Linked DNA regions of Mus musculus: regions 1, 2, 3, 5, 6 and 7 are each linked to region 4. A link is a contact called in public ChIA-PET, HiChIP or PLAC-seq and promoter capture Hi-C data. All regions are on one chromosome and are shown on one strand. Each heading gives the region's core, a stretch centred on a gene start, on an enhancer-like site or on the middle of the called end of the contact. The rest is flanking DNA. Distances are from core to core; before and after follow the strand shown. Region 1 holds the start of Aurkaip1 (aurora kinase A interacting protein 1). Region 2 holds the start of Cfap74 (cilia and flagella associated protein 74). Region 3 holds the start of Ccnl2 (cyclin L2). Region 4 holds the start of Cdk11b (cyclin-dependent kinase 11B). Region 5 holds the start of Cptp (ceramide-1-phosphate transfer protein). Region 6 holds the start of Tmem88b (transmembrane protein 88B). Region 7 holds the start of Tmem52 (transmembrane protein 52).

Region 1 (2,948 bases), core at 401-2,900, 210 kb after region 4:
AGCAGTGCTTTTTTTCTTAGGTTTTTATGAAGGATTAACCTTTGCAATTCCAGATCTGCCTTGGCAAGGTTAGTTTACAGTAGCAATACAATGTCATGGTGTCATGGCTATGTGTCTGTGTTTTATTGCCACCATGGCCAAGCAGCTACCCTGCCCTGGTTGGGCATGTTCTGTTTTGGCCTGGAGCCTGTTTGAGATACAGGGGGTCTTTTGGTTTTTTGAGACAGGGTTTCTCTGTGTAGCCCTGGCTGTCCTAGAATTCAATCTGTAGACCAGGCTGGCCTTGCAACTCAAAAGAGATCCATCTGACTCTGTTTCCCAAGTGCTGGGATTAAAGGCGTGGGCCACCACCACCCAGGAAAGTATAGGGATCTTAACAAGGTTGGCTTTACTCACCTCCTGGAAGACTAGAAACTTGCTAGTTCCCGGGATTGTGTAAGGAGGATGCTTTGCTTGGTCTCTTTCCAAAACTTGTTTCCACTTGCCCTTTCTCTTATTGTCCCTGACTCTACAAAGACCTGTCCCGATACGGGTTGTTGTGAACATGACCATTTCTCTGATGGATTTATTTACTTTTATTCATCTCCTTGAACCTTTAGTTATGCAATCCAAGGAGAAACACATCAAATAAAAGCTGGCCATGTTGAGGACTGGGAGCACCAAGGTGAGGGCTGGAATCTAGAGACTCCATTTGCCTTTTGTGGCTAAACCCAGGGTGAGAGTCTGAACTAAAGACAGACTAAAATGCATAAACCTTCCTGTTTGGGCTAGCGCAGTGGTTAAGTGCTTGCCACATAAACCCGACAACTTGAATGAGATCCCTGGAATTCACTTCCTTAAATGTGGAAGAAGAGAAATGACTCCATGTGTGCTGTGGCATATGCAGGTGCACATTGTGCCTCCCCTCTCGAAACATCATTAGAAAAGACAAATATCTCCAGCATCCCCTCTCGAAGGTAGGGTACACGCAACATCACTTTGTGACCTCAGTTACACAGCTGGGACGACAGCCTGCAATTTCTGCCCTCTTATTGGTTTATGTAACTTTAGCTAGGTTAATGCCTGAGAATGAGATATTTGGCCACTTTGTGTTAAGAATCCACAGAAATCCCTCATGCGAGGCATACGTAGTTTCTCAAATGAAGGAGAACCCTAGTCTTGCACCCCTGTCCATCGGAGCCAGCAGGACTTTCTGGTCCACACTGAGGTGCAGTGGATTGCTAGGCTCTTGCCAAGGAAAGCAGCAGCCGTATTCTGAAGAAGCTGCTTTTAAGTTTTGGGATAAAAATTAACGTGTGTGTGAGGATATTTAAATTTTTCCTCAGGGGGCTGGTGAGATGGCTCAGTGGGTAAGAGCACCCGACTGCTCTTCCGAAGGTCCGAAGTTCAAATCCCAGCAACCACATGGTGGCTCACAACCATCCGTAATGAGATCTGACTCCCTCTTCTGGAGTGTCTGAAGACAGCTACAGTGTACTTATATATAATAAAAAATAAATAAATCTTTAAAAAAAATTTTTTTTTCCTCAGGGCACACTAAAGAAATTAGGACTTTTTTCACTTGAGATTAGCGGCAGGGTAGGACCGCGGAGCAGGAACAGGGCGGAGTTTCTGAGGCCTCAAGAAGCAGAGCGCCCCATTCTGCAGCCAGCCTATCCCACAGGACTATTAAACGACCTGCCGCCCTAACAGGAGGAGCGCCACTTGTCACTTCCGCAGTCCTACGGTCCATGGCGGTACCCGGAGGCTAACCGGCTTGGGAGAGACGAAAGGAAAAAAATATATATATATATACTGTAAAGTCCGCGTGCACGCAGAGAGCACTCTCCGGGATTGTGGTGGGTGTCGGGTGTGGGCACTTTTTACCCGGAACGTTGTTGCTGCTGGACAACAGCGGCAGGGGAAGCGTCCCCTCCAACCGGAAGCGATCGCCTTCGGGCACGCAAGGATCGAGTTAGCGCAGAGCCGGGCACCAGAGGGCGCTGCGTAGGACCAGGGACCGGAAGTGGTCGAGGTCAGAGGCGACCTGATCGGTCCTAACTTCCGGGATTCGGTGGGCCTGTTGCGGGGCTCAGATGATGAGCGGCGGCGGAGCTCGCTTGGCCTGCGTCTGTTTGGTGCGTGCGAGCGTCGATATCGTCCTGCGCTGTGGGTTTCGCTGCCTGAGCGGGAACCGTGGGTGGGCGGCTTACAGCGACCACGCTGGTGGAGAGAAGTAGGGACAGGATTTGCGCTCAGAGCGACTTTTGAAGATGTCTCCTTATCGCGGGTCAGGGGGACCCAGGGTGATGGGATATGCGAGGCCTGCGGCCGAGAGCACTGCCCGTCGCCGCTGCGTGACCTCAGCTGGTTCCTGTGTTCTAGCTTTGAGCGCTGCCGCCGGACCAACTGCTCACCATGTTCCTGGCGCGCCTGACTTCACGGCTGGCCAGGACTGTTGTTCCCTGGGCAGGTAAGACGCCCCTGGACGCGGAATCCACACCTGACTTGGGGATGGGAATCATCGCGGCCCAGCTCGCCTTCAGTAGTCTCCTGTCGCTACTGGGAATAAGAGCCTGGGCACAAACCTTTTCCTGCGAGCTTGCATGTAGTATGTAGGAGCACATCACAACTCCAGACGGAAGGATAAGGGGCAGGCCTTACCATTTGGGTCTACATGTTGCCCTAGCCTGGGTAGTAGTGGTGTTCTGATCTGCTGTGATGGCACTAGTAGCAACTGTGTTGTTTCCCCAGGTTTCAGTCGTTCCTGCCCTGGCTCCGGGGTGATTGGCAGCTATGCTTTTCGACCCCTTTACAGTTTGCAGCCTGCAAGCCCAAGTCGGGCTGCCTCCCTCCCTGGTAAGAGGACCCAGTCAGAGCTTGAGGAGTTCCTGGTCCCCAGGAAGATGGCCATCAGTCCTCTAGAGAGCTGGCTGACTGCTCAATACTTATTGCCCAGACGGAATGTC
Region 2 (2,756 bases), core at 227-2,726, 220 kb before region 4:
GATCGAAGAAGGAAGAAGATGAAGAAGAAGGAGAAGAAGGAGAAGGAGAAGAAGAAGAAAAGGAGGAGGAAAGAAGGAGGAGGAGGAGGAGGAGGAGGAGGAGGAGGAGGAGAAGAAGAAGAAGAAGAAGAAGAAGAAGAAGAAGAAGAAGAAGAAGAAGAAGAAGAAGAAGAAGAAGAAGAAGAAGAAGAATTGAACTGAGAAATCCTTTGGTTCTTGATTCCCAACTGGCATATTGAGATAAAAGTGGAAGGGAGCCGGGCATGGTAGCATACGCCTTTAATCCCAGCACTTGGGAGGCAGAGGCAGGTGGATTTCTGAGTTCGAGGCCAGCCTGGTCTACAGAGTGAGTTCCAGGACAGCCAGGGCTGCACAGAGAAACCCTGTCTCAAAAAACAAAACAAAACAAAAAAAGTGGAAGGGAGGCAAACCTAATGTATACCTGACAGGCTTGGCCAGCCTAACAGAGGAGTATAGTATACCCCAGAGAAAATTACATGTGTTAGTCAGAGTTTTGTCCCTGTAAACAAATATTTGAGGCAACGTGAAAGAGAAGACCAATTTATTCACTTATTTTACTATAGTGGGGATTATACTTCATACCACAAATATTAGTATTGGATATGGTTACTTCACAACCCTCTCTGCTCAGCCATATACCAGGGTCAACCCAGAGTAGGAGGCCCAGTTCACATTCTCCCTCAGCTAAAGGTTACAAACCAACTGGCTATCTTTCCCAAATTGCTTTACTAGGACATCCGGCTTCCATACACAAAGCTCTAAACTTATAGAACACCTGGGTTCGATCCCCAGCCACACACACACCTATACAGTATTGCAGTGGTATTTCACAGGCAAAGTATCTGAAGGGAGTGCAGAGGTACCCCCCACCAATCTCCACTGACATTTCCACAGGCTCTGTATTATTTTGAGGACTTCTTAACGCTGAAGGTTCTCCATCTCCAAGACAAAACTACAGGAGTTGCCAGTCATCCCTGCGACTCTGAGGAAAGGGAACATGTCCTGTCCACTGTTGAGCCCACCTCCTGCCCGGACTAGTGACCACGCCAACTTAAACGACCAAAAACAATCCAAAGAGTCCTGTGAGTTATCCAGAGGAGTCAGATGTCACCACCTAGAGGGCACAACACAGGCTGCAAAGCCCTGGGAGAGCCAGAATTCAGATCCAAGAGACGCAGGAGATCCTAACTTCTGCGTAAATGGTCTTTTAAGTAAGCAGTTGACCCAAGTTTCAACTGGCTTTAGACAAGTTCTCGAGCACCTGCCCCAGTCTCCAGGAGAATCGTCTGGGCAACAGTCAGCTTTGACTCTGCCCTCCGCGATGCTCGTCCCACTTTACCCCCGCTGTTGCACTACGCCTGCGCACAAGCTCTCCCTCCGCAGCCTCAGCCCCGCCCGCTACCCCAAAGCAGCCTTCCGTTGCCATGGAGCTGCGCGCCCAAACTACGCAGCCTCAGACCCACGGTGGCTGGGGGCAGTCGGGCCGTTAAGAGGCCATGGTCTAGCGGCTTAAGGAACTGATTCTGCGGGGGCCAGTGCTGAGGAACCGTCGCCGAGGATCTGTTTCTGGGAGGCGACCTAGTTACTGGACCACTTTCTAGGGGTCATTTGTGAGGAGCTGTTGCTAAGGGGCAGTCGCCAGGGACCATTCTTGAGAGGTTGTTGCTGCTGAGGGACCACCACCGAGGAGCCGTTCCTGAGGAGGTTTGCCAACAGTGCAGCCCACTCTTGGGGGACCTTTGCTGAAGTCTCATCGCTGAGGGACATCACTGGGCTGCCCAGAGAGGTGGGTACTGGCGACTTCAGCCTTGGGGCTGCACTGAGGATGCGCTGAACAAGGGGTAACTTTTCTGCGTGGACACGTGGCGGTGAGTCACGTGGTTACCACAGCCTATGAAGCGTCAGCATCAATCCTGCTGGTGAAGAGCCAGGCATCAGTCTGAGAGCTGAAAGTAAGAGTCACCTCCCGCTGTTCCAGCCTGGCTTTAAATACAAAACCCTTCATTGCAAGTGGATAGGCCTCCTTAGCTTGATTTTTCCATAAAATGACTCCCTTATCTGGGTAAAAATGCTTAGCAAAATACACCCTGAATGAAGGTGTGCTGTGGGCCAAGTAATGAGTGGACTAGTAAGTAATGTGAGCTAGGTAATGAGTAGACTGCTCAGGTATTCATTGATGAATATTGTCTTCAAACAAATGATGCCTACCTTCTTGTGTACAATTTAAGAACTGATTATCAAACAATTTATCAAAAGCCCACCCAAGCCAATAAATAGAATCTTGTCTTCACCCATAACATAGTACCCTCCTCTCCTGGTTAACTATGAACAAACCCGTGATTCTCACTTCTCCTCGTGTGTAACCGCACACCTTTGCTTATCTTAGATTAGAAATTTATTCCTGAACAGTAGTTTTTGTTAATGGTTTGATTGGTTTTTGAGAAAGGGTTTTTCTGTATGGTCCTGGTTGTCCTGGAACTTGCTCTGCAGACCAGGCTGGCCTCAAACTCAGAGATGTACCTACGTCTGCTTCCCGAGTGCTGGGACTAAAAGGCCTGTGCCACCACACCCAGCTTGAAGCCCTCCCCTTCTTGTCTTTAAAATAAATAAGACGAGCTTCAAGACTGACAGAATACATTTCTGTTGTGTAAAGAATTCAAGTTGGAGCACTTTGTTATGGCAACCCTGGAAAACTCCTGTGACAAGTGAGAGTTTCTGCAGCCCTCTCTAAGGAG
Region 3 (3,076 bases), core at 168-2,667, 190 kb after region 4:
ATCCATGTGGCCCCATCACTGAGCTTTGTTTTCTACTTCACACAAAAAAGACAAGATACTGCAAATCACTGTTGAGTTGTAACCAAGCATCCCTCTCCAATATAGGTTTCTCTTCCTGATGGATGTAATAGTCATCTCTAGAACCAGAGTCTGGGTTGAGTGACTAGAGCCAACAGTCTTTTCTAATTCTTGGTTCAGTTTCAGCTTAGGGAATGGGCAGACCAGGCAATGACAATTGTGCCTACTTTAGAGCTGCAGCCTAGGGGTGGGACAGACGGACAGACAGTAGCAGCGTGGCCATTACAGTGAGAGGACTGATGAGATCTTTGTGGGGTCTGCTTAGGAGTGGAATCCAATCACCCCACTACAGCTGGACTATGGAATACTGACTTTTGGCAACCTTGTTGGCTGTTCACCATACCTGAATCAGAGTTATACAGGGATCTCCTTAAACTCCCATGTCCTCCCAATTTTCCGTTTCACCGAACCTGGCTGAAATCTTATCAAAAGCTTGAGATAACTGAGCAGTGACAGGAAACATCTATTGTGTAGTGGCAGCAGCACTGTTTTGGGTGAAACTAAGCAGGCCAGGACTGGAGTCAGGAATATTAATATTGTCTGTAGGGTCTACTACAAGCCGTTTCACCTTGATCTTCAAGGTCCCCAAGCCATTTTTTTGGCCTGTATTTGCTGCAGTAGATTATTGGGGGTCCCCTTTAAGAAAAGATTGTGTATATGAGTGCTCTGTTTGCATTTGTGCCTGAATGAGAGAAGAGGATATCAGATTCAATCACAGATAGATGGCTGCAAGCCATGATGTCGTAGCTGGAACTCAGGACCTCTGCAAGAGCAGTCAGTTCTCTGAACTGCTGAGCCATCTCTCCAGACCCTTCATCTGCACTTTTTTGTTTAGTATTTTATTTATTTTTGCGACAAAGTTTCTCAGCCATGGCTGTCCTGGAACTCTAGCTGTAGAGAGAAGGCTGACCTTGAACCCACACAGATCCGCCTGCCTAAGTGCTGGGATTAAAGGCACATCTGCCCTTTTAATGCTGGCAGATCCACCCCACAGCTGTTCCAGAGCCCGAGGACGGAAGGGAGGGCTGAGAACTAAAGACTCCGAACTAAGTCGCGGTGTAACGTCGTGCACGTGGGACTGTGGGAGAAAAGTTGTTCTGTCCCAACCCCCAAAGAAAGGCGCCCTTCTAGAACCCCTTTTGCCAGGCAGGAGTTCCGGTTCGGGCCAGGCCGCGGAGCCAAGTGGGTAACGAGCAGCCCCACCCGTGGGTGCTTCCGGCGTCGGTGCCTGACGCGACACTGACGGACTGGTCGTACGGCCAACGGCGTCGAGACAGCGGTGACGTTCAGCCAATGGGAGGGGGCGGGGCGGGGCGGCCACGATCGTCTCGAGCAGCCGCCCTGACGGGAAGGGCCCGAGAAGAGTCGGCGGCACAAAATGGCGGCGGCGGCGGCCGGGGCTGCGGGGTTGATGGCTCCGGCGTCGGCGGCCTGCTCTTCCGGCTCGGCGGGAGCGGCCCCGGGGTCTCAGGGGGTGCTGATCGGCGACAGGCTCTACTCGGGCGTGCTCATCACCTTGGAAAACTGCCTGCTGCCCGACGACAAGCTCCGCTTCACGCCGTCCATGTCGAGCGGCCTCGACGTCGATACGGAGACGGGACTCCGCGTCGTGGGCTGCGAGCTCATCCAGGCAGCCGGCATCCTGCTCCGCCTGCCGCAGGTAAGGGCCGGGCCGCGAGCTCTGCAGGGGCCGTTCGCCGGCCGAGGGCCGAGGGCCGGGCCTTTGTTGTCGTCCCGGCCCCCGGCCCGGAGCTCACCGGACCCAGGCGACGAGGTCCGAGCCTGTGCGCTCCGCAGCCTTGAAATAACCCGCACCCGCCATCCCTTCCCCTTCCCCTTCCCCCTCCGCCGGAGCCGAAGCCCTTTTACCCCCAAGAAAGCCTCGCGAGACCCAAACCCTTTGGGGGAAATGGAAACTGTCGTGGCTATTTGTCCTGGGGGGAAATCACACAAGACATTGTAGCCGGGACAAGCGTGAGTCCTGCATTCAAACGTGATGGAACCCTCTCTGTCCCTAGGTGGCCATGGCTACAGGGCAGGTGCTGTTCCAGCGGTTCTTTTACACTAAGTCCTTCGTGAAACATTCCATGGAGGTAGGCTTCTTTCTGTTTTCTCGGAGAAATGAATTGGGATGAAACCTGGCCTGTTCTGCCCAGTGCTTAGCTGAATTCTGTCCTGCAAAGTCTACACAGCTCTTTCCCTAGAGGCCTGTCTGTCTCTGTATCTTCTGGTTGTTTCTAATAGTTTTAATGCCTTGGAAGGTTCTCAAGTTGGGGGGAAAAACACCCGTGTCACAATGTACATTTCAGCATGTGTCCATGGCTTGTGTTCACCTGGCTTCCAAAATAGAAGAGGCTCCGAGACGAATCAGGGATGTCATCAATGTATTCCATCGCCTTCGGCATCTGAGAGAGAAAAAGTGAGTCCTTTGCAGAGCTGTCCTAATGTCTGTCATTGTTAATACCAACCTGTGAATTTACAGTAGATTGTTCGCATGTGCCCTAGATGCTGTCTTGGGGCAGTTGGTAGGGGGGTACAATAACCAGGATAGCTGGCTGTCCTAGCCCTGCTGAAACAATTCCTGTATGACCACATCAGCTCACCACCCTATTGTCCTGTTTGTTCCATGGTTCTGCTGAGAACCTCTGAGCACCAGGTCCCTGGTTCTCACCCTCAGCGCTGTTAGTGTCTGAACTGGCCATTCTTTGTTCTAGTGTCATTGTAATATGTCGATCAATATTCCTGGCCTTTCCTTGCCAGAAACCATTTGTAACAGAAATACCCCTAGACAGCTGTCTTTTTTGATATCTGGTCTAGCTGTGTAGCAGTCTTAACCTCTTAGCAATCCCATCTAAATCTTCCTTACGTGTGTGAACCACATTTGTCACCAAGCCTGACAACCTGTATTTAGTTTTGGGATCAACATGGTAGGAGGAGAATTGACTCCAGCAAGTTGTCCTCTGACCTCCATAGGCACAACCCACATACCAAACAAATG
Region 4 (2,981 bases), core at 400-2,899:
AAAACACATCATAAAATGTACACTGTTTTGTATTTCACCTCTTTCAGTATTTAAATAATTATATTAATGCCTCCTAGAAAAGAATTCTGTTAGATAATTCAGTGATTCCTGAAATAAATTGGTATTGTGTAATTAATCCTGCAGTAGCCTCCTCATTCTTTTTATCCAAGCTGCCAATGGTTCTTGTATGAATATGAAAACATGTAACTATTTTGTTCGTTTGGTTTCCTTTTTTTTGATACAAGGTTTTTCTGTGTAACCCTGTGGACCAGGCCACCTTTAAACGGTACCTCTGTCTACAAAGTGATAAGATCGAAGATGTGAGCCACCACCACCTGGCTTGTATAACTCTGTTATGTATGCTACTGAAATCAGACTTAGTTTCCAAGTCACTGATAACTCTGGAGGCAAAGTAAGAGCTGGGATCACAAAGTGTTTCACTCCAATATCCCTCATTTTTTTCATACACTAGTTGTTATATTCTTTCACATCTTACCATTTCACAGTCATAACTAACAGTGGTTTCCTTTTCATTTTGTTTGTTTCTGACCCTAACTCAAGAAATTTAATCATATTGCTATTTTTTGTTTCACGATACAGAGCTGCTTTTGTAGCCTTGGCTGTCCTAGAACTAGCTCTGTAGACCAGGCTGGCCTCAAACTCACAAGAGGTCCGCCTGCTTCTGTCTCCCTAGTGCTGGCATTAAAGGTGTGCTCCACTGATGCATGGCATTGCTTTTTGTTTGTTTGTTTTTTTCCCCAATACCCACAGGATAACCTGACAAAAACAAGCAGCTGGAATTTTCCTTTCTGCTCTCTCTTCCATAAGCCCTGATAGGTTAATAGGTTTTTAGTGGAATCGTAAAAACCTTTAAGACCTTCAGGTGGTTTAAGTACACGTTTGAGAAGTGTCTAGACACTTCAGCATTTAGAATGAAAAGAAAACAAAAAGAATACAGAGATACAGGCCAGAAATAGAGGCTAGGTCTACGTACTAAACTCTATTTCAAAGCAAAACAATAACATAAAGACTCAACCACTATCGTAGGCCAAGCAGAAGAGGTTGTTTTAAGGAGGTTGGCTGAGGAAACTGGATTCGTTTCAATGTTTTCTTGTGCAGGGGACTTCCTCATCATAGGATGTTAACTAGCCTACCTGTGAATTCAGCTTCCTGGGTCCTGGGTAGGTCAGAAAGACAACTTGTTTTTCCATTGGATGGCACGACGCCACTTTGGAGGCGTCTATACGTCAGAGCAATTAGTCTGATGGGTAGAAACAAATGTCTGGCTGCGGAAGGTTGAGTGGCACAAGCAGCTTGTCACGAGTGCAAATGCTGCTCGGCCTGCAGACTACGCTACCGAGTGCCTGGAGGTAGCCCTGCCTGGCAGAGCGAAGGTGCAGCGGGAGGCACGGTTTCCGGTTTCCGCAGACGGCCGAGCGCATCGTCTCGAAACGTCATCTCTCGGAGACACCCCAGGACGTTACCAGACGCTACTTCGCTTTTATCCGCCCAGCCTCGCGTCGTTGGCAGGAGCCAACTCACGATGTAAGGACACTTCCGGTGCGCGCAAGGTACTGTGGGGCGGCCAAAAAAAGTCGAGCGCACACGCGGTTCGTCGTCGTCGTCGTACGTCATCATCACGCTTCCGCGGAGGAAGTGACGACAATCCTGGCGCGCGCCGGGCGCTGTTCCTTCCCAGACTCCAGGACCGGCTGCGGCGGCTGTAGCGGCGCAGGGGTGAGTAGCGGCGCGGGGGTTCGGAGCAGGGTTTACGGCGCCCCTGAAGAATCGCGGCTGGCGACACGCTGCTGCCGCGGAGCAGTCTCGCTCCACACGGAGCTGAGGGCGGTGGAGGCGGCAGGCCTGGCGGCCCCCGGAGCCGGCCCTTGCCTCAGGTTTGCGTGACTGAACCCTCAGAAGTGGGACCCCGCCCCGGAGTCCCGCGCTTGACAGTGCACCTTGATCTTACCTGTCACCCAGGCCTCCCCGCGTCCTGGAGCTTTCTCATACAACCTTTTGACACCTAAGGCAGAGTGTGTTGAGTGCGAGGCACTGAAATGACCTGGATGGTCTTTCATCCTAGAACAGTACCGTTACGTGGATGATGATGGTTGCGTTTTACGGAAAACACTGAGGTAAACTAAGTTACCCAAAACCTTACAGGAATGACAGAAACGACAGTGTATTCAGGCAGAATCCTTCCGACCTACCGGGACTTACTCTGAAACACTAACGATTAGACTTAAGTGTTCGGAAAAGACAGACCGACAGACCGACCGTAGCTTTCTGTGTCCCGAGGTTGCTTGAATTGTTTTTCTTTTTGCAGTGTTTTAACTCAAATGGGTGATGAAAAGGACTCTTGGAAAGTGAAAACGTTAGATGAAATTCTCCAGGAAAAGAAACGAAGGAAAGAACAAGAGGAGAAAGCAGAGATAAAACGCTTAAAAAATGTAAGCTATGTTTTTTAAGTAAGTGGTTTTCTTAAAGAAGATTTAATTTCTTTGCCCTCATTTTTCCATTAGAACAACGCTTCTTCGGTGAAGTTCTTTTGTACTTCCAAATGTCACAGGTGAGCCCAAAATCTATTCTAAAATTAACAAAAACATTCATATACTCAGTTGACGTTGAAGATAGATTAATAACACACTGAAGCTGTATCGAAATGAGAATATCTCGTTACAAAATAAAATATTCTGAACCTAGAATCATTACTGCCACCAGACTAATTTTTCTCATTTCATTATTAGTATATTCATAATACCATTTACCAAGCATTTTTAATAAAGTGGGAACTTTCCTTGCAATTAAAATGAGTGCTTTGTAATTACCTTGCTTTGGATGATGATATATTTAGAGTCCTTAGGTGACTGGATAAGAAACATTGATATAAGTGCTTCTTATTGTCAATATATGTATGATGTATTTCGTGTGTAAAAATCCAACTAAAGTCTTAGTTTTGGCTCAGAAAAACTAACGTTCAT
Region 5 (2,867 bases), core at 185-2,684, 240 kb after region 4:
GTAAGGCTGGGCTCTGTATTCTGTAAGCATTTTTACAGTCACTCCACAAACTTAAGTCTCCACACTTACTTGCTTATTTATTTATTTACAGTTGTGGGAACTGAACCTAAGGGCCTCTTGTATGCTGGACAGGTAATAGCCTAGGCAGGCCTTTAACTTTCTTTTTTAATTTGTTTTTTCAAGACAAGATTTCTCTGTGTAACCCTGGCTGTCCTGGAGCTTACTCTGTAAATCAGGCTGATCTTGAACTCAGATCTGCCTGTCTGGGATTAAAGTGCTGGGGTTAAAGGTGTGTGCCACCATGTCAAACTAGGCCTTTTACTTTCAATCTTTCTGCTTCCCGAGTAGCTAGAACTACAAGTTTGTGCCACTAGGCTCCTTTTGTGTTCACATGTTGGATGGGTCACTCTAAGCACCCAGTCCCTACCTTTCCTGCTATCTTAACAGCCTTGCCTTGATGTCCAGGACCAACTCTGTGGGATGTGGCTGCATTACACTTATGTCCAACACTTACCACCAGTCCTGGAGATTCTTGTGGATTCCTGCCTTAACCTCTGTACCATCAGGCCTTCAAAAACCCACCCCTATCCAGTGTGCAACGTATCTGTGTGCAAGTTTTTTCTTTCCTTCACACAGTCCTAGGTCTCAGTCCTTCAGCTCTGGGAGTGTGGTCTACATGTCTCCCCGGTCCATGTAAATGGTGACAGGGCCTCATGGGTTGGACTGGATGCCTGTCGCAAGTTCCAGACTTAGGAGATGGGCTCACCTTGTGTTTAGGTGTCAGGGACAGCCCCGCCTGGGCCTCAAAGTTGGCGACGCCCAGAATCTTGCGATACACCCTCGGCCTGTTTGCTGTCCCGTGGGTCAATAGTCTCTATGCCGCCCCCCTCACCCCAGTTCTTTTTTGGCCACCTAACAATCCTGCGGCCAGGCCTTCCTGCCCAGAGCCTGAGCCAAGTAGCCTCTTAGAACTGTCCGCGGTAAACCCGGAAAGAACAGGAAGGGAGAGCAGCTCGCCAGCTCCCGGAAGGTGATCCAGCTCCCTCTGATGATCAAGCTAAACAGGATGGACAGCCGGGCAAAGGCCCACAAGCTGGCACCCAGCATACACCTAGGCGTAGCAGCAAGCCAGGGTGGTGCAGAGAAGTCTACAAATCTCACCTGAGATGGGTTCCGATGGTGGGGGAGTGGTGGTCTCTACTCCCGCGGAGGGCAAAGGGTGCAGCAGAGGCCAGCGATGGGGAGGGTTGATCAAAGCTACAATTAGGCTGCTGTGGGAGACGATTCTTTGCCAGTCCGCCCCGGTGGTGTACAGAGACGTGGCTCTGCCGCCTGGTTCACGTCAGGTAAGGGTCCCCGTCCCCATGCTTTCCCCTCAAGCTCGGAGCCTGCGGTTGAGCAGAAACCTGGAGCTGCAACCCAAAGTCCAGCCTCTGCCCCGCCCTCCGCTGCCCCGCCAGCCATCCCAATTGGTTGCTGATCATCCAATTAGAACTCGACATATCCGCCTGCGTTTCCGGCGCGAGGGCAGGAAGGGGGCGGTCTCGGCGGTTGCGCCTGCGCGCAGTGCGGAGGGACTCGCCGCGGCCGGGCGTCTGATGTGAGCGCGCGCGGGGTCTGCCTGCGGCTCTCCTGCGGGCGGTGCACGCGAGCCGTGGAGCCGTGGTTCGAGGCGACCTCCCTGACCATGCCCGAGATTAGGGTCACTCCCTTGGGTGAGTCCGAGTCCTAAGCATCTTCCGCGGCGTCCGGAGAGTCGGATGGGTCCCTTCATCTCCGTAGCCGTTTGATCATCTGCTCGTCCCAGGGAGCGGAAGCCGGAGTAGACAGTTTCAGAGCCAGTGCCTCCCTTTTCTCTGTCTGGCACGGGGGGTCGACGAGATGTGGGTTTGATTCCTGGTCCTAGAGCTCGATATGAGTCACGGAGGGCCAGCTTCTGTACCTGGGCTGCTTACGATGGTCGTGAGGTGAAATGAGCCTCGCCTGTCGGTGGTGTTGAATCCAGCACAGAAATCGTCCTGGCGACTTTCCGCTCCTGCATTTGGACGGTTGTTTCAAAGCCCCTCTTACTTCTGCTCACCACCACTACCACCACCACCACCACCCCCAAGCGCTTCTTCATGTTCAGGTTGCTTGCTATCCTTCAGATCAGTAACCAGTCTTTGTGTCTGGTCTATCCCGAATTGTTAAAAGTATATTTGTTCATCGTAGAAAACATAGATCTAGACCTCTAAGATCACCAATAGCATAGGATGGCTGTGAAAGAGAAAACAACCGTTTGAAATCTGGGGTTTCGCTGGGCGGTGGTGGTGCACGCCTTTAATCCCAGCACTTGGGAGGCAGAGGCAGGCGGATTTCTGAGTTCGAGGCCAGCCTGGTCTACAGAGTGAGTTCCAGGACAGTCAGGGCTACACAGAGAAACCCTGTCTCGAAAAACCAAACAAACAAAGAAAAAAACCTGGGGTTTCAGAACCTCCCAAATGTCCCTGGGTTTTACTTCCTGCATGTGTGCAGGGTGTGGGGAGCACTTTCCTATTCATGGTCCCGGTCTCTAGGTCATCTTGGCTAAAACTTCGAGTCTTCTCAACTCACTGCATCACAGGGCCTTAGCAGACGCAACTTCTCATACTGTTTTTTTGTTTTTGTTTTTTTGTCTTGTTTGGTTGGTTGGTTTTTCGAGACAGGGTTTCTCTGTGTAGCCCTAGCTGTCCTGGAACTCACTCTGTAGATCTCATACTGACTAAATACTAATTAGCTTAAACGATGAAGCATATTCATTGACCTGGCTCCCCAATGCCCCCTACCACCACTGGGAAAGTTTTGTTCTCTGCCACAGTTCTGAAATTTTTGGAACAGCTATTAAATCC
Region 6 (2,700 bases), core at 112-2,611, 160 kb after region 4:
GAGCCGGATGAACCTGTGGACAGTGGAGGCGTGCAGTCAGGCGGGGAGGCCCCAGAGCAGCGCAGGGGTGAGGGAGGTCCTGGGCCCCGAGCTCAGGGCAGAGTCCAGAAAGAAAAGCGTAAGGCTGGGAGGCCTGCCTGGAGGTGGAGCCTGGACAGAAATGCGAGAACAGAACCAAGAGTGTGTGTTCGGGGATTCCTTAAGGAAAGGCCAGAGAACCTCCCTGGCTCTCCCAACCCAGTTTTCCTGTCCCCATATGAGCTTCCTTCCATGCCCCTTACCTGTTGACAGCTGATATGGCTCCATCTGGACTGTCACCCAGCTAGCATCGTTTCTCTCTATCAGCTTCAGAAAGGGGATATAGGGGTCGTCTATGTATAGGTCAAGCCTTAGATGAGCGGAAGCCTAACCAAGGTCAAGAGGGTTCAGGGAAGGGCTGTGGGGGGGAGGAGGTGGGGGGGAGGAGGTGGGGGGGAGGAGTATGAGGAGTGGAGAAGCACTGAGGACGGGTGAATCTGACAATTTCTTTTCCTATCTCCACATCAACCTCACTGACCAGGCCCTAGTACCTCCTGGTACAAAGCTAAGAGGCCTGGGGGGGGGGGGCGGGGGGGGGGAAGCAAGACAGCTGTTCACCGAGTAACAAAGAGACTTTCTTTGACTGCAGCTGGCAGGGATGTTGGCATAACAGGAGGATGCATATATCTCTGGTTACAAAGGGGCAAGGCTAGAAGGGGGTAGATTCACCTTCAACCCCAAGGACTTGAACCTCCACAGAACTCTCACTTCCCCACTTCCCGGGGACTAACCAATGGCTACTGCTCACCCTTGAGTGACACAGGAATCCCAGGTAGACAACGGCAGCTGCTGGTAGCAACACCAGCAGGAAGACTGTTCCAGGTAGCAGCAGATGAAGCAGGAACCCAACTAGAGCCCGGCCAGACAGCACCAGGGTCCCGAGGCCTCGGGTGGCCAGGATAGGAGCCAGGACTGAGATGTGGTAATCAGTAGGCCTTCTTCGGGGTAGCATGGGTGCTGTGTCTGAGGCAACGCCTTCATCCTCTTCTGTCTCCCTTTCCTGCTCACTCATGTCGTGCCGCGGGGCTTGAAGGATGTTCCCCCAAGATCACAGTGGTAGGCAGCAGGCCTAATCCCCCTCCTCCAACCACCCTAGGCCCAGACTAGAGAGCCTTTTACCCTCCCCAGATTCAGTTCACATCTAGATCCTCGCCATCAGAGAGTAGACTCTCATCCAGTTTAATCTAGCACTGAATATCAGTCTCCAGGGCTACACCTCTGCCACAGTTTCCCCTGCTACCTTGTTGGGCCTCTTTACCAGGCAAAGGCAGGCAGCGCCTATGTGCTCGGCTCAGGTCTTACAGAGCTCTTCCCATCTGAGCACTGGGGCCCTCCTTTCTCTCAGCCCATCTCCCAGTTCTCCCAAACAATGGCTTCATTTCACAGATCTTGGCGATGACAGAAGCTCTATCAATAGCTGCCATTTAGGGACGAACTATTAACTCATTTCCCAGTACTAGCCCCTGCACTTCCCCTTATCTGACACCAGGTGACTTCATGTTGTGGAGTGATTCACAGCATGACAGGGTTGTACAGTTAGTAGTGCTTAAGGTAGTACCCGGCACAGAGTGGATACCTAATTAACAGCAGTTGCAGTTGCTCTGTACTAAATCCAATCAATCATGGAAGTATACAACAAGCCTTTCAGATGATGGGAGCATATAGTCCACTGAAAACTCCAGCCCTCTTCTGGTCTTCATAGGCACTAGGGATGCTTGTAGTGCACATACATACATACATACATACATACATACATACATTTGGGCAAAATGTTCATACCCATAAAGTAAAATAAATACATCCAAAAAATTTTAAGTGTTGTAAATTATCTCCTTACTAAGCACACATTCTTGTAATTTACACACACACACACACACACACACACACACACACACACACACACACACATATCCTCTTCCACTATGGCTAGACAAGGCAGCCCAGTTAGGGGAACAGGATCTACAGGCAGGGAACAGAGTCAGGTAAGCCCCAGCTCTGGTTGTCAGAGAACTCCCATAACAAACCACAACCACCAGCAACCAGCCAACAACCCACCGCACCTCTCAAGGCCCTAACATTTCTATACTCTGTGAAAAGTCCCCAGAATTACAAACATCACACAATCACAGAAATTATCCGCACCTGGCAAAATCACACCTGTTAGAGAACAAGACAAATGATAGCCATCTCCTGTGCACAGTCCAAAGCAGCTCCATATCCCTATGCCTAGAATCAAAATGAAAACACTACCTTATAATATTTCTGTGTTTTTCAAGGAAACCAAAACTCCAAAATTGTCAGTACAGGTTGTGAGTCACCTTGTAGGTGCTGAGAATCTAGCCATGGTCTTCTGTAAGAGTAACAAGTGTTCCTAACTGCTGAGCCATTTCTCTAGGCTCTGACATTTATTTTTGTTTTTGTTTTGTTTTGTTTTGTTTTGTTTTTTTGAAACAGGGTTTCTCTATATAGCCCTGTCTGTCCTGGAACTCACTTTGTAGACCAGGCTGGCCTCAAACTCAGAAATCCACCTGCCTCTGCCTCCCAAGTGCTGGGATTAAAGGCATGTGCCACCACTGCCCGGCCTATATTTCTGTTTTTTAAAGGAACGAATATTCTCACTAC
Region 7 (2,773 bases), core at 216-2,715, 160 kb before region 4:
AGCTGACCACTTCTCAAACCCTTGACATGATTCCAGACCAGATGAGTGGACAAATCTAGAGAAGGCACTACCCTAGGCAGGCCACTTCCTTCTGATCCCAGACCAATATAACCCAGGTCCTCTGCAAGAGCAGATCCTTCCCTTTTCTGGACTCCAGACTTGGGTCCCAGCCTCGCACTGCACTTTTGACATCTACTCTTCCTATTGCTGGCCCTACGGTACCAAGCACAGCCACGACACAGCAAAGGACAGAAACAGCATGGGAACTAAGCTCATTGACCTGGCAGAGAGGGTCTTTGAGAGGCAAGGCACAGGTCTCAAGTGCATAGGACAGCTGTAGAACTCCTACCCACTGAGGGAAAAGCCAAAGATACATGCAGGTATGTGCACAGTGAAGAAATGAAGGCAGGACAGAGGGCTGGTACACCTCCTATCCTCCCTTAGCCAGCCTGGTTGTGCTGACCACCTGCTGCAATTTGATCACTAGTGTTCTAATAGCCCCTAGTAGTGGGGGGCAGAGCAGCCGGCCCAGCTCTTAGCCTGGAGGGAGGACTATTAAGGAGATTCCCCCGAGAAGCAGCAGCCACTTCCGGAGAAGAAGCAGGCATTCCAGGTTGAGCAAGGAGTGGTCAACGAATGCGATCTTTAAAGCCAAATGTTTTTTTTTGGAAAGTGGTCTGTCTGCAGTGGTTTAGTAGTCCAGAGCCAGGGGCCAAATGGGCCATTCCCCGGAGGTATCCCTACAGAGGATCCATAGCAAAGGTCCTTGAATGATGACCTAGAAGGCCCAGCACGGGCTGGAGAGATGGCTCAGTGGGTAAGAGCACTGACTGTTCTTCCAGAGGTCCTGAGTTCAAATCCCTGCAACCACACTGTGGCTCACAACCATCATAATGATATCTGATGCCCTCCCTCTCCTGGAGTGTCAGAAGGCAGCTACAGTGTACTTACATGTAATAAATAAATAAATAAATGGAAGGCCCAGCATATTAATGGTGTAGATCCCCACCCCTTTTTAACCTAGCCAATTGTGAAGTGTGAGGGTGGATTCTACTTTTCCCGAGAGGCCACAACCCAGTGCAGTCCTGACCACAAGTTTCAGGAGACCTGGTTTGGGGATGGGGATGGGGAAAATAGGAGATACAGGTGGCTGGCTGAGGCATCAGTCAGATATATGACGGACAGACCCATGTCCCATGCCCAGAGAGAATACTGCTCTATTCCCTCTTAGGGCTCCCACTGAAAGATCTTGATCCTTGATGACACAGAGGGAAAGGTGTGTGTGTGTGTGTGTGTGTGTGTGTGTGTGTGTGTGAGCGCGCGTGCAAGTGCTCTCAAACTTCTACTAGAAAAAAAAAGAGCAACAAAAAACGGAGAGCAAGGAGGGACGCATACCAAGGTGGGCGTGACCCTGGACCTTCAGCTGACAAGGCCCAGGGGCGGGGCCTCATAAAGCTGAGCCGGTGTTGGACTGAGTTTCGCTCTGTCTAAGGAACATGGCCCCGGGGCCGTCAGCCACACAGGGGATCCTGCTGCTGCTGCCTCTCCTGCCTCTGTCCCAGGTGGGTTGGGCCTCATTCGCAGCGGGTTTAAGGCAAGAGGGGCGGCCCTGAGTTCGGTCCCGCCCTGCTCAGGCTCACCCTTGTCCCTACAGGTGACGCTGGGTTCCGCGGACCGCAACTGTGACCCCTCGGATCAGTAAGTAGCTGGGGGCCAAGGGGAGAGGCAGAACTTGGACCGTGCTGGGAAAGGCTGGAGCGGTGGAGTGAGCTAGCAGATACCTCACCTGCTTCAGGTGCCGCTGTCCCCGCAGGTGCCCGCCCCAGGCCCGCTGGAGCAGCCTATGGCATGTGGGGTAAGTGGAATCCACCATGCCAACCCTCTGGTCCAACAGTTCCTCTGAAGTTAGACCATGGCTAGGACCTCCACAATCCCTTCTGCCTCACCTGCTGCATCTGCTGCCCCCAACTCCCTCGACGCTGTCTGAAGAGCCCTTGAGCCCTAGGCAGCCTTGGAAACCAGACCCGATTATCCTCAGCAGAAGGCACAAGGACTGTGCAGTTGCCTGGGGACAGTGTGTCCTGGGAGTGAACCCAAGGCCATCCCTGGCCAGCACTGGAGAGCCAAGCTAGGACTGGCCCCAGCTGGAAGAGACCAGTGCAGGCGGCTCCTCGGGCCTGAATCCAGCTGAGGAAGTGTCTGGCATGGAAAGACTTCTCTTACTTTCTTTTCACCTGCCGGTTATCCTGTTTTGGGTAGTTAGGCATGACTGGCCCCCGAGTGCAGGTGCCCAGTAACAGGAGGCCAGTCCCGCGGTAGATCCTTGCTCTTCCTTACCAGGCTCATCCTGCTCGCCATACTCCTGATGCTTTTGTGTGGGGTCACAGCCAGCTGTGTACGATTCTGCTGCCTCAGGAAGCAGACGCACACCCAGTCACACACGCCAGCGGCGTGGCAGCCCTGTGACGGGACAGTCATCCCAGTGGACAGTGATAGCCCCGCACACAGCACTGTGACCTGTGAGTGTCTGGAACCCACTAGCCTGCATGGGGGCTTGGGGGCTGAGGACACCGTGGGGTGAATGCCAAGCCATCTTGATAAACCCACTCTTGTTCCCTGCAGCCTACAGTTCCGTGCAGTACCCACTGGGCATGCGGCTGCCCCTGTACTTTGGAGAGCCAGACCCTGACTCCATGGTCCCTCCCACCTACAGCCTCTATGCGTCTGAGCTGCCACCCTCCTACGATGAAGTTGTGAAGATGATAAAAGCCAG

What was found. ChIA-PET counts read pairs in DNA pulled down with a chosen protein or histone mark. HiChIP or PLAC-seq counts read pairs in DNA pulled down with a chosen protein or histone mark. Capture Hi-C pulls out chosen DNA fragments and counts their contacts.
Region 1: a contact with region 4 is called in an RNA polymerase II ChIA-PET map of memory CD8 T cells, with 207 read pairs. The contact joins the promoter of Aurkaip1 here to the promoter of Cdk11b in region 4. A contact is called at or near these places in 2 of 39 promoter capture datasets (the SN4741 cell line and erythroid cells), 6 of 484 Hi-C or Micro-C datasets (cortical neurons, embryonic stem cells, epiblasts and 1 more), 3 of 115 datasets of contacts at active chromatin or transcription factors (the SCID.adh cell line, bone marrow-derived macrophages and memory CD8 T cells) and 2 of 9 other capture datasets (adipose tissue and pancreatic islet).
Region 2: a promoter capture Hi-C map of adipose tissue shows a contact between it and region 4. The contact joins the promoter of Cfap74 here to the promoter of Cdk11b in region 4. A contact is called at or near these places in 4 of 39 promoter capture datasets (the C10 cell line and embryonic stem cells), 3 of 484 Hi-C or Micro-C datasets (all in embryonic stem cells), 2 of 115 datasets of contacts at active chromatin or transcription factors (memory CD8 T cells and microglia) and 1 of 9 other capture datasets (adipose tissue).
Region 3: an RNA polymerase II ChIA-PET map of effector CD8 T cells shows a contact between it and region 4, with 104 read pairs. The contact joins the promoter of Ccnl2 here to the promoter of Cdk11b in region 4. A contact is called at or near these places in 2 of 39 promoter capture datasets (the C10 cell line and hippocampal neurons), 13 of 484 Hi-C or Micro-C datasets (CD8 T cells, cortical neurons, embryonic stem cells and 2 more), 8 of 115 datasets of contacts at active chromatin or transcription factors (the SCID.adh cell line, bone marrow-derived macrophages, effector CD8 T cells and 4 more) and 3 of 9 other capture datasets (adipose tissue, liver and pancreatic islet).
Region 5: a promoter capture Hi-C map of pancreatic islet shows a contact between it and region 4. The contact joins the promoter of Cptp here to the promoter of Cdk11b in region 4. A contact is called at or near these places in 3 of 39 promoter capture datasets (fetal liver, liver and pre-B cells), 2 of 115 datasets of contacts at active chromatin or transcription factors (effector CD8 T cells and pancreatic cancer cells) and 1 of 9 other capture datasets (pancreatic islet).
Region 6: a promoter capture Hi-C map of liver shows a contact between it and region 4. The contact joins the promoter of Tmem88b here to the promoter of Cdk11b in region 4. A contact is called at or near these places in 3 of 39 promoter capture datasets (the 3T3-L1 cell line, liver and neutrophils), 9 of 484 Hi-C or Micro-C datasets (CD8 T cells, the G1E-ER4 cell line, the HL-1 cell line and 4 more), 8 of 115 datasets of contacts at active chromatin or transcription factors (effector CD8 T cells, embryonic stem cells, memory CD8 T cells and 2 more) and 3 of 9 other capture datasets (adipose tissue, liver and pancreatic islet).
Region 7: an H3K4me3 HiChIP or PLAC-seq map of embryonic stem cells shows a contact between it and region 4, with 2.6 times the contacts expected there. The contact joins the promoter of Tmem52 here to the promoter of Cdk11b in region 4. A contact is called at or near these places in 9 of 39 promoter capture datasets (the 3T3-L1 cell line, 3T3-L1-derived adipocytes, the C10 cell line and 6 more), 2 of 484 Hi-C or Micro-C datasets (bone marrow-derived macrophages and nephron progenitors), 4 of 115 datasets of contacts at active chromatin or transcription factors (bone marrow-derived macrophages and embryonic stem cells) and 2 of 9 other capture datasets (adipose tissue and liver).

What each region holds. Positions count from the first base shown.
Region 1 is chr4:155,829,619-155,832,566 of GRCm38.p6, forward strand. Aurkaip1 (aurora kinase A interacting protein 1) reads left to right here and starts at 1,651. Exons shown (of 4, transcript NM_025338.4): 1 at 1,651-2,117; 2 at 2,365-2,452; 3 at 2,734-2,948. The coding sequence starts at 2,398.
Region 2 is chr4:155,407,764-155,410,519 of GRCm38.p6, forward strand. It overlaps Cfap74 (cilia and flagella associated protein 74), which reads left to right and starts at 1,477. Exons shown (of 39, transcript NM_001368738.1): 1 at 1,477-1,807. All of the region lies in intron 2 of 5830444B04Rik (RIKEN cDNA 5830444B04 gene), which reads right to left.
Region 3 is chr4:155,811,072-155,814,147 of GRCm38.p6, forward strand. Ccnl2 (cyclin L2) reads left to right here and starts at 1,418. Exons shown (of 11, transcript NM_207678.1): 1 at 1,418-1,738; 2 at 2,097-2,171; 3 at 2,388-2,497. The coding sequence starts at 1,457.
Region 4 is chr4:155,623,205-155,626,185 of GRCm38.p6, forward strand. Cdk11b (cyclin-dependent kinase 11B) reads left to right here and starts at 1,650. Exons shown (of 20, transcript NM_007661.4): 1 at 1,650-1,737; 2 at 2,327-2,450. The coding sequence starts at 2,340. It overlaps Gm16023 (predicted gene 16023), which reads right to left and starts at 1,551. Exons shown (of 3, transcript NR_040441.1): 1 at 1,155-1,551. Slc35e2 (solute carrier family 35, member E2) reads left to right here. Exons shown (of 9, transcript NM_177186.4): 9 at 1-136.
Region 5 is chr4:155,868,006-155,870,872 of GRCm38.p6, forward strand. Cptp (ceramide-1-phosphate transfer protein) reads right to left here and starts at 1,435. Exons shown (of 3, transcript NM_024472.4): 1 at 1,162-1,435. Ints11 (integrator complex subunit 11) reads left to right here and starts at 1,562. Exons shown (of 17, transcript NM_028020.3): 1 at 1,562-1,715. The coding sequence starts at 1,688.
Region 6 is chr4:155,784,513-155,787,212 of GRCm38.p6, forward strand. Tmem88b (transmembrane protein 88B) reads right to left here and starts at 1,362. Exons shown (of 2, transcript NM_001033394.3): 1 at 827-1,362; 2 at 1-13. The coding sequence starts at 1,090.
Region 7 is chr4:155,467,649-155,470,421 of GRCm38.p6, forward strand. Tmem52 (transmembrane protein 52) reads left to right here and starts at 1,466. Exons shown (of 5, transcript NM_001253856.1): 1 at 1,466-1,562; 2 at 1,655-1,698; 3 at 1,814-1,855; 4 at 2,341-2,519; 5 at 2,623-2,773. The coding sequence starts at 1,497.